Regions from separate parts of the Macaca mulatta genome. Here all the other regions are linked to region 2. The links are chromatin contacts, called in public Hi-C maps. All regions are on one chromosome and are shown on one strand. Each heading gives the region's core, a stretch centred on a gene start, on an enhancer-like site or on the middle of the called end of the contact. The rest is flanking DNA. Distances are from core to core; before and after follow the strand shown.

Region 1 (2,700 bases), core at 51-2,550, 180 kb after region 2:
CAAAGGCAAGAAATCCCTGACGGTGGAACAAGTATCCATCTCAGAGCTGGGAGGAGAGGATTAAAAATTTCTGCAGAGACATCTCCATCTATAGTGTCTCCCTTGCCACAACCTAATGATTCCCTAGAAATCCCATACAAATAAATACCCAACAGGAGTAGAGAACACAGATGTCCTCATCCCTCTGAACTCACTCTGGAGCTCTAAAAGGAATAACTTGGTGAGAAGGCACATGACATCCCACCCAGCTTCCTGTTGGTACTGGTACCAGCACAGACTGAGGGACCACATACTACATTCCATGGTAAGGCATTAAACTATCTTCTCTTATTCTCCAGTTTAGTGCTCTCCCACAACCTCCTAGAGCTCCTTTTGGTCTGATCTTTGCAGATAACCGTAGGCTAATTTACAGTCACTTGGCACTCCTCAGCGTTTCTGTTCATTCTTCTGCCTGCCCACATCTCTGTGATTGAGCAAGAGATTACAAATTCACCTCTGCCCTGAAAAGCCTGTGTCCTCACCACCATTCTGCTTGCCAGGCCCAGGGAGAGAGCACTGGCCCCACTCTGGGCAGGAAGCCAACAGGGGAGTGGACAGTAATGCTAAGAAAACATCCACCGTCTTTCAGGAGGGTGAACTGCTTTCCCCTGAAATCGCCACATCCTCAGTTTCTCAAAATAAGGGAAAGGAGTCCGCTTGAGCTACTAACAAGATGAAAGAACTGTTAAGGGGCCTAACGAGAGAAAGAGAAAAGGACTACGAGGAAAAAAGTGTCTTTCATGTCAAGGAAGGCAGGACGAGGCGCAGCAGCATGGGCCACGAGCTTGCTAGGAGTTAATGTAAGCAATCAGTGAGTGCGTGGTTCGCTACCCAACAAGAACCAAATGCTGCTGCTGCTGCTGCTGAAGTCGGACTTTAAGAACTTAGTAACCTAAAGAAAGAGGAGTTTGGAGAGGTATCATGAAACGCCGTCCTGCGGAAACATCCACAATCTGGACCACTGGGGGACCCCAGGTGAGTTCCCCAGCTCCAGTCGCGGAGGTGGGGCAGGATGACCCAGAGATTTTTGGGGGGCTCGCGGTCAGACTCTCCGCCCCCATTTAACCTTTGGAGATCCTCTCCCGCCCTGTCCCTAATATCTCAGGTTCACTTAACGCCCGGAATGGGTCCTCACAACTGCCCTCTTCGGGCCTTTCCCACTATGGGCTCTTACTTTCCAGAAGCTCCTCCAATTCCCTGTCTGCTTCTGCCCCGACACCACAGTCTTCCTCAGCGGCCGCCATCTTGCTACCTCCGACTTGCCGTAGGAGGCGGGACCCCTCGGCGCCGCCACGCCCTCCACCCCTTCGTTCCTGCCCTCTTCTGCCTCGGGCAACCAATGGTATTGTTGGCCAGTGCGGAACCGCCATTTTTAAAGGGCCAGGAAGCTTTGAGTTTCTGTTTTGGGTATTTTTCCCCTTTCGCCTGTGAAACACAGAATTAAGGATAAGATAGTGTTATTTTCTGCCTGGTTTTAGAGGCCCGGACTCCTTTCAACTTCCCAAATTACCTGGCGAAGCTCTTTCATTATTTCTTCCTGAGCTATGAGTAGGCTAGATTGAGACAAACTGCCTACAAATAACCAGAATCTATACATATATGATTGATATGACAATTATGGTACATAACATACTACTTTCTCTCACTTCTTTTGTTGAGACGGAGTCTCGCTCTGTCGCCTAGGCTGGAATGCAGTGGCGCTATCTTGGCTCACTGCAGCCTTGGCCTCCTGGGTTCAAGCGATTCTCCTGCCTCAGCCTCCCGTGTAGCTGGGATTACAGGCATGCACCACCACATCCGGCTAATTTTTGTATTTTTAGTAGAGACGGGGTTTTACCTTGTTGGCCAGTCTGGGTAGCCAGGCTGGTCTCGAACTACTGACCTCAGGTGATCCACCCACCTCAGCCTCCCAAAGTGCTGGGATTACAGGCGTGAGCCACTGCGCCCGGCTTCACTTCATTATTTCATTCAAATGTTATCTTCTCTGAAACACTTTACTTGGCCATTCCTTTTCTTCTTAACACTGAACACTATCTGACATATTATCTACCGTGCTTGTTTATTCTCCGCTTCCCACCGTGCAGAATTTAAACACTATGAAGGCGAAGATTTTCGTCTGTTGTCTTCGCTGCTGTAAAGCCCAACTCCTAGGCTAGGGTTTAAAACTTAGTAGGCACTCATTGGCCACTCTTTGCTCTTGCAGTCCCTAATCAGGCACATCTGTCTGCCCAATCTAGTGGCATCTCTCATTTCCTATTCTCTATTAGAACTGTTTGATTAAAGGACACAGGGCCAGGAACTTAGAACTCAATGTTAGAAAGAGAGCATCTGGGACCTTGGACTGAGCAGGGCAATTAGAATGTAGTAGTTAGTAATAGACTTGCTTTCCCTGACCAATCTCCTTTTCTCCACACAGAACCCAACCTCCAACTGAGTGAACACCGGGGATGCTCAGATAGAGGTAACTCTAGACGTCCCTTTCCTCCTTTGGAATTGTTCTATTCAGATCTGTAAGAATGTAGCAACTGTTTCACATACAGATCTGTTTTAGCACTTGGAGAGCACCTATTATTTAGGTCTTGTTCTGGGCACAGCAAGGACAAAGAGATAAATCAGGACCACCCCCTGCTGTAAGGTAGCTAAGTGGAGGTGAGCCGCAGG
Region 2 (2,782 bases), core at 249-2,748:
GGGGCAAGTTACTTCAATTTCCTCACTTGTGAAATGAATGTAAGTGCCCACAGGCAGTGGGTGCTCAGACGTCTGCGTGCTCCTTTTTCAACCACAGGCCAGCACTTCCCCACCTCCCTGGGCTCCTCCCTGCTCCATGCTGCCCGCTGGGGAAAACACAGCAAGTGCTAGGCAACCCAGGTCCCACAGAGCCTTCCTCTCTGTACATCCTCCTGCCACCTGCCCAGGGACCAAGGAGAGGACTCATCCTAGCCCTGCAGGGCCCAGGGACCTGCAGCAGGGGAAGGCTTTGCTTGGTGCCACTGTGGAGCCCTGGTCTAGAAACAGGCAGCTGGGGCTACCTTCAGCCTCTGCCTTGACAACAGCAGCTCTGAAGTCACCATCCCCACCTCCACGCTTCACTCTCATTTCAAGGGCTTCAGCCTCATCAACATCTGTACTGGCAGTTTCACTTCTCCACGCCATACTCTTCCCCAGACCACCTCCTACAGGCAGCCTTCCAGTTCAGGCCAAAAACAATTCCACTGTCATTACCCCCAGGCATCCATGCAAGATTAGCCCAGAACAACCCACCATGAACACCCACCACAGCAGGCACAAGGTGCTTTGAGATCCCAGGATCAGTCTCCATGGAACCTGGTTTCTCCTGAGGCAAGGAAGCTGGAACTAAGCGGGTGTGAAAACTGATGGGTGGCTGCAGAGCCAAGTGCCATTTGGGAGAGAGGAAGAAGGGCAAAGAGGGACCCAACCTGGGATGGAGATGGGGGTGAGAGAGAGAACTGCCCCCAGTTGATGAAGTGTGTGGAGCGCAATTGGGAGAGACTTACTTCAAAGATCGTGGGCAGAACTGGCCTCTGGGCCTCCAGCCAACTCTAGGGCAATTATGAAGCTGGGCAGGCACTGCCCACGCAGGGCGGGCACCCAAGGCCAGGCCTGGAGCTGAGTGTGGGGCAGAAAGGAGTCGCAGCATTTGGTGCAGCGACCCCAGGACGTGGGTATGCTAGCTGAGAAGTGGGGCCTGCCCCAGGAGGCCAAGCAGTGCCTGGGGCAGCACTTTAGTGGGTCCTCCCTGTGCCCCACTCCCTGACTTAGAGCTGGGGAGCCTGCACTCTTCCCAAGACTGGCTCGGCGGGCAGCCACAAAGCGCAGCTGGCCGCCGACCCCGGGGAGGCTGGAGGTACCCCTGACGGAGGAGGATGTGAGGAGCCCCGAAATGCTCGGGAGGTGCTGGGTGGCAGGCACCTGCCCGGCGGGGCCGGGAACCGGAACGGGGGCCTGACTTACCTAGTATTAGCAGCAGCAGCAGCAGCGGCGGCGACGGCGGCAGCAGCGTGGGCCTGAGGGCGCCCATCCTGCGCGGCCAGCTCTGGGGAGGCTCCGGGGGATGGCGCGGGTTCTGGGGGACCGGTGGGGTGGGGGGCGCATGCCCAGGTGGGGGGCAGGAAGCTGGGCAGCGAGGCGTGGGTGCGCCGAGCGAGCTGAGCTGGAGCTGCCGAATCCCCTCCCTCCGCCCCTCCCCCCGCCCCTCCCCTTGCTTTCCCTCCAGCCCTCGGCAGTTCTGAGACCATTCTAGCCCCAGCCCGCCCCGGCACCGCCCCTTCCTCCGCCCCGTCTAAGCCCGCCCCGCCCCGGACCCAGCCCTGGCCCGGCCCGCCCCACCCCGCCAGACTCAGTTCTTCGCTCCGCACTTGGCTCCGGCCCCGCCCTGACCCTCGAAACTCACCTTTGCTTCGCACCGAGTCCCAGCCCCGCCCCGGTCCCGCCCCTCCCCGCCCCTCCCCGCCCCTCCCCGCCCCTCCCCGTCCCGTCCCGTCCCGCAAGACTCCAGCCCTGGCTCCGCCCCGGGTCTCGGCCCAGCCCCAGTTCCGGCCCCTCCCTCGCCCCGCCCCACCAGGACTACAGTAGGACTACAATCTTGGCTCCGCCCCGGGACCCGGCCCCGCCCCAGTCCCAAGCCCCACCCCTTCCCAGTCCCCCCAGGGCTAACGTCAGCCTCCAAACCTGACTCCGCCATGGACCCCGGTCTCGCCCCGCCCCTGGCCCTGGCTCCGCCCGAGGCCCCGGCAAGAGTGAGCTAATTGCACCTCGGCGCATCGAAATTCCCACCCACCCTCGTACAGAGCGCACCCCACCCCGCACCTGCCAGCCTTTCCTGGAGAATTGGGTGCAGGGGCCCTGGGATTGGCTGTGGCCACGCATTTAGAATTCAGTTATTTTCTCTGAGCCATAGTCCTCGCTGCAAACCCTGTTGAAGTAGGGGTTGGCAGAACCCAGGAGTTCCTAAAGGCGAAGGGTTTGAGCTGAAGGGCGCTTCCAGGATCCACAAGGTCACTGGAGACCTGTTTTTCACCCCCTCAGAGGGCAAAACCAAAAGAAAAATGGATTGGGAGAGGCGGCCGTCCATGTGACGTCATTTCTGGGTTGGGTGATCCTAGCCCAGTTGTTTAACCTCCTTCAACTTCAGTTTTCTCCTCTGCAAATTGAATTGAGGTTGATCACACCACCCAAAGGGGATGATAGGTAATGTACATAAAGTGTTTGGCACAGGAAACTAACACGAAATGGGAGATAACGAAGGATTATTTTGTTTTAGTTTTTGAATTATTATTTGAACTGCTTCCTAAGAGGCTTAATTTAGACCTAGTTTAGACCTGGCGTTTAGGTGAAGGAGTGTCTATGTTCAGTGACAGTGGGAAGAGATGAACATTGTTCTGGGAAGAGTGGGGCTTGCCCTGGAGGTGGGAGAATGGAGGAGGCACCCTTCCCAGGTGTTCTGTCTCTT
Region 3 (2,700 bases), core at 86-2,585, 160 kb after region 2:
TGTAGTGGTCAGCAGTTGAGCATCAGGGTAGTCTGTCTTGAACTCAAGAATTTTAATGCCTCCAACTCCCACTCACCTTTCCTCCTTTTATCACTGAAGTAAGGCCAGGTTGAGCTCCTGAGAAAATAGGTCTGTCGATTCACTGAAGGACTGAGAAAAGTTAAAATTTACATGGCAAAGGTGTGTCTTCTACTGAACATAATAAAAATATTTATGAATACACTTCAGTATGTTTAGGCCTTCTCAAAACTATTTAAAAGCAGAATAATTTATCTAATTCTAATTACTGAATAACCCACACGCATATGGAAATAAAATGAACCAACATGAAGATTAGAAGCCAGGCAAGTAATCTCCCAGCTCCACTAAAACGTAAAGTCATTTAAAAGGATAACCTGAATCTTTTTAACGCTAAACCATAACCAAACAACCTCTCAACAAGAAGCCACAGAGCAGAGGGGGAAATCCCGGAGAGAATGTGATAGCGCTAGTGCCGGTTTGTTTACAGAGACTCCAGTAACAATCATGAGTCAGAAATTCAAGCCACCAGATGCTTTCCAACTAACAGGGACCAAATGGGACCGTTCTAAGATATCCTAAAAGATTTGGGAGTTAGAGGAGGTAAACTAAGAGAATTATAACACAAAGGGTACAAGACCACAAGGCAACAACCGACTCCGGGATTCTTGGACCTCCGCCTTCCGTACAAAGTGCTGGGCCTGGGAACTTGGGATGGGGGAGGGGGACCCATTGCGCGGTGGCCCTGAGGTGAGGGGGAGACGCAGGGCGAGCCATGTCCCTCAATCTAAGGGGAGAAATAGGAGCGCACAAATGGGTCACCCAACGAAGCAAGGCGTCCCTGTGAACTGTGGGGCTGGCTCTTGGGGGCAACCCCAGGGCTGACCTGAGGAAAGGACAACCAGTATTCCCGGCGATGACTTCGGGTCGGCGGAAGGAAAAGACCTGAGCGCTAAGAGCTTGGGAAAGGGGTCAGGCCCATCCTTAAGGGAAACCGGCTGGGGAGCGGAGAGGGGGCAGGCCGAGCCGGAACGAGACACAGACCGGGTAAGGTCAAGGGGGGGGGTGTCCGGCTGGGGCAGTTACAAGCACGGGAATCGGCGAGGCTCAGCAGCCCGCTTCCCGTCTTGGGTCATCCTTCTGCTAGCGGCTGCTCCGACTGTTCCAGGCCCAGCCGCCCCGTCCACTGCCACCACCAACGCCGCCGCCATCTTACACTGGCCAGCGGCCGCCACCACCACCGCCTCCGCTCTCTGCGCTTGCGCCTGCGCTGCCACGCTTTCCGGCCCCGTTTGCGACGATGTGCTCGAGAAGACTGAGGGAAGAGTGGTCGCGCGAGCTCACGGCTCGCAACCCTCCTCGAAGGACGCACAAGGGGCGGGGCTTAAGACCAACGGAAAACAGAGGGAGGGGCGCGTGCGCATTACCGAAGAGGCAAAGTTGTTTTTGTAGTTTCTTTGGGCTTGCTTTTCTTGTGATACTCAAAACAAATGCGAGTTAGGGGCTTCCCAGAGTTGTGATAGAAATAAACTAAATTGCCAGGCTACCTCCTGGATGATGGCCAATTTTGCCGTTTTTGAATACTGGGAACGAGCAATGATTGCCACAAGGATTTTTCTGAAAATACCCGTTTCCTTTCAGGACTTCGTTTCCTTAAGTGGTTTCTATACTATCGAGGCCCATTTTCCCCTCAGAGTCTCCATTTACGTATTCTTAAAGAAGGGGCTCAGTAGCTTGAGGTGTAGCTATTCCAGAGGCTCTTTTCTGAAGAGGGGTGGTGTGGTAAAAGTTCCCATATCGGGTGATATGGGGTGACTGTTGTACCCTGTTTCGTTATGACGCCTACAGGAACCGTGCAGAGGATTAATCCCAGCTGCCAAGCTGGGGAATTTTTTTTTTTCCAACCAGAAGGCCAGGGTGCAAAAATCTGACCCTTTCTCACCTCCCCTACCGCTACTCTCCTAGTCCAAGTCATTATATATTACTTAAGACTACCGCAATAGAAACTTACCTCGTTTGTCTACTTCCATTATTGCCATTGCAATTAAACATAAGGCAGCCAGAGTGATTTTTTTAAATGTAAGGTCTGGCCGGGCGCGGTGGCTTATGCCTGTAATCCCAGCACTTTGGGAGGCGGATGTGGGCGGATGCGGATCACTTGAGGTCAGGAGCTCAAAACCAGGCCAACATGGTGAAACCCGTCTCTACTAAAATTACAAAAAAAAAAAAAAAAAATTACCCGGCGTGGTGGAGCGTGCCTGCAATCCCAGCTACTTGGGAGGCTGAGGCAGGAGAATCGCTTGAACCCGGAGGTGGAGGTTGCAGTGAGCTGAGATCGCACCACTGCACTCCAGCCTGGGTGATGGAATGAGACTCCATCTCAAAAAAAAAGTAAGGTCGTATTATTTCCCCAGTCCCCACCTTGTTCAAAACCTCCAGTAGCTTCCCATCACATAATAAAAGTCAAAAGTATGATAGCCTTAGAGGCCATCAAAAAATCAGTTGCCTCTAAGAAGGGCCCTACATGATCTGATCTAGCACCTGCCTATTTATCTGATTCATCTCCTCCCGCACTGCCTAGCTCTGTTCTAGCCTCACTAGCCTTACTGTCACTCCAATCAAAGCATGTCCCAGCCCTAAGGTTTTTTCCTTTTCTTGGAATGTTCATCTACTAGATCTTTA

Evidence for each region. Hi-C and Micro-C count contacts between places; a contact is called where the count stands out from the background.
Region 1: a Hi-C map of fetal cortex germinal zone shows a contact between it and region 2, with 2.4 times the contacts expected there. The contact joins the promoter of PEX19 here to the promoter of IGSF8 in region 2. A contact is called at or near these places in 5 of 14 Hi-C or Micro-C datasets (CD4 T cells, cortical neurons, fetal cortex germinal zone and 2 more).
Region 3: a contact with region 2 is called in a Hi-C map of fetal cortical plate, with 2.9 times the contacts expected there. The contact joins the promoter of DCAF8 here to the promoter of IGSF8 in region 2. A contact is called at or near these places in 3 of 14 Hi-C or Micro-C datasets (fetal cortex germinal zone, fetal cortical plate and liver).

The regions. Positions count from the first base shown.
Region 1 is chr1:106,602,274-106,604,973 of T2T-MMU8v2.0, reverse strand. It overlaps PEX19 (peroxisomal biogenesis factor 19), which reads right to left and starts at 1,300. Exons shown (of 8, transcript XM_077941069.1): 1 at 1,214-1,300. The coding sequence starts at 1,283. LOC114670148 (a long non-coding RNA gene) reads left to right here and starts at 524. Exons shown (of 3, transcript XR_003719637.2): 1 at 524-1,014; 2 at 2,456-2,500.
Region 2 is chr1:106,786,387-106,789,168 of T2T-MMU8v2.0, reverse strand. It overlaps IGSF8 (immunoglobulin superfamily member 8), which reads right to left and starts at 1,498. Exons shown (of 7, transcript XM_077940637.1): 1 at 1,243-1,498. It also overlaps a transcript of ATP1A2 not described here.
Region 3 is chr1:106,624,136-106,626,835 of T2T-MMU8v2.0, reverse strand. DCAF8 (DDB1 and CUL4 associated factor 8) reads right to left here and starts at 1,335. Exons shown (of 13, transcript XM_077940826.1): 1 at 1,235-1,335; 2 at 77-192. It overlaps LOC144330274 (a long non-coding RNA gene), which reads left to right and starts at 537. Exons shown (of 2, transcript XR_013396302.1): 1 at 537-710; 2 at 1,187-1,580.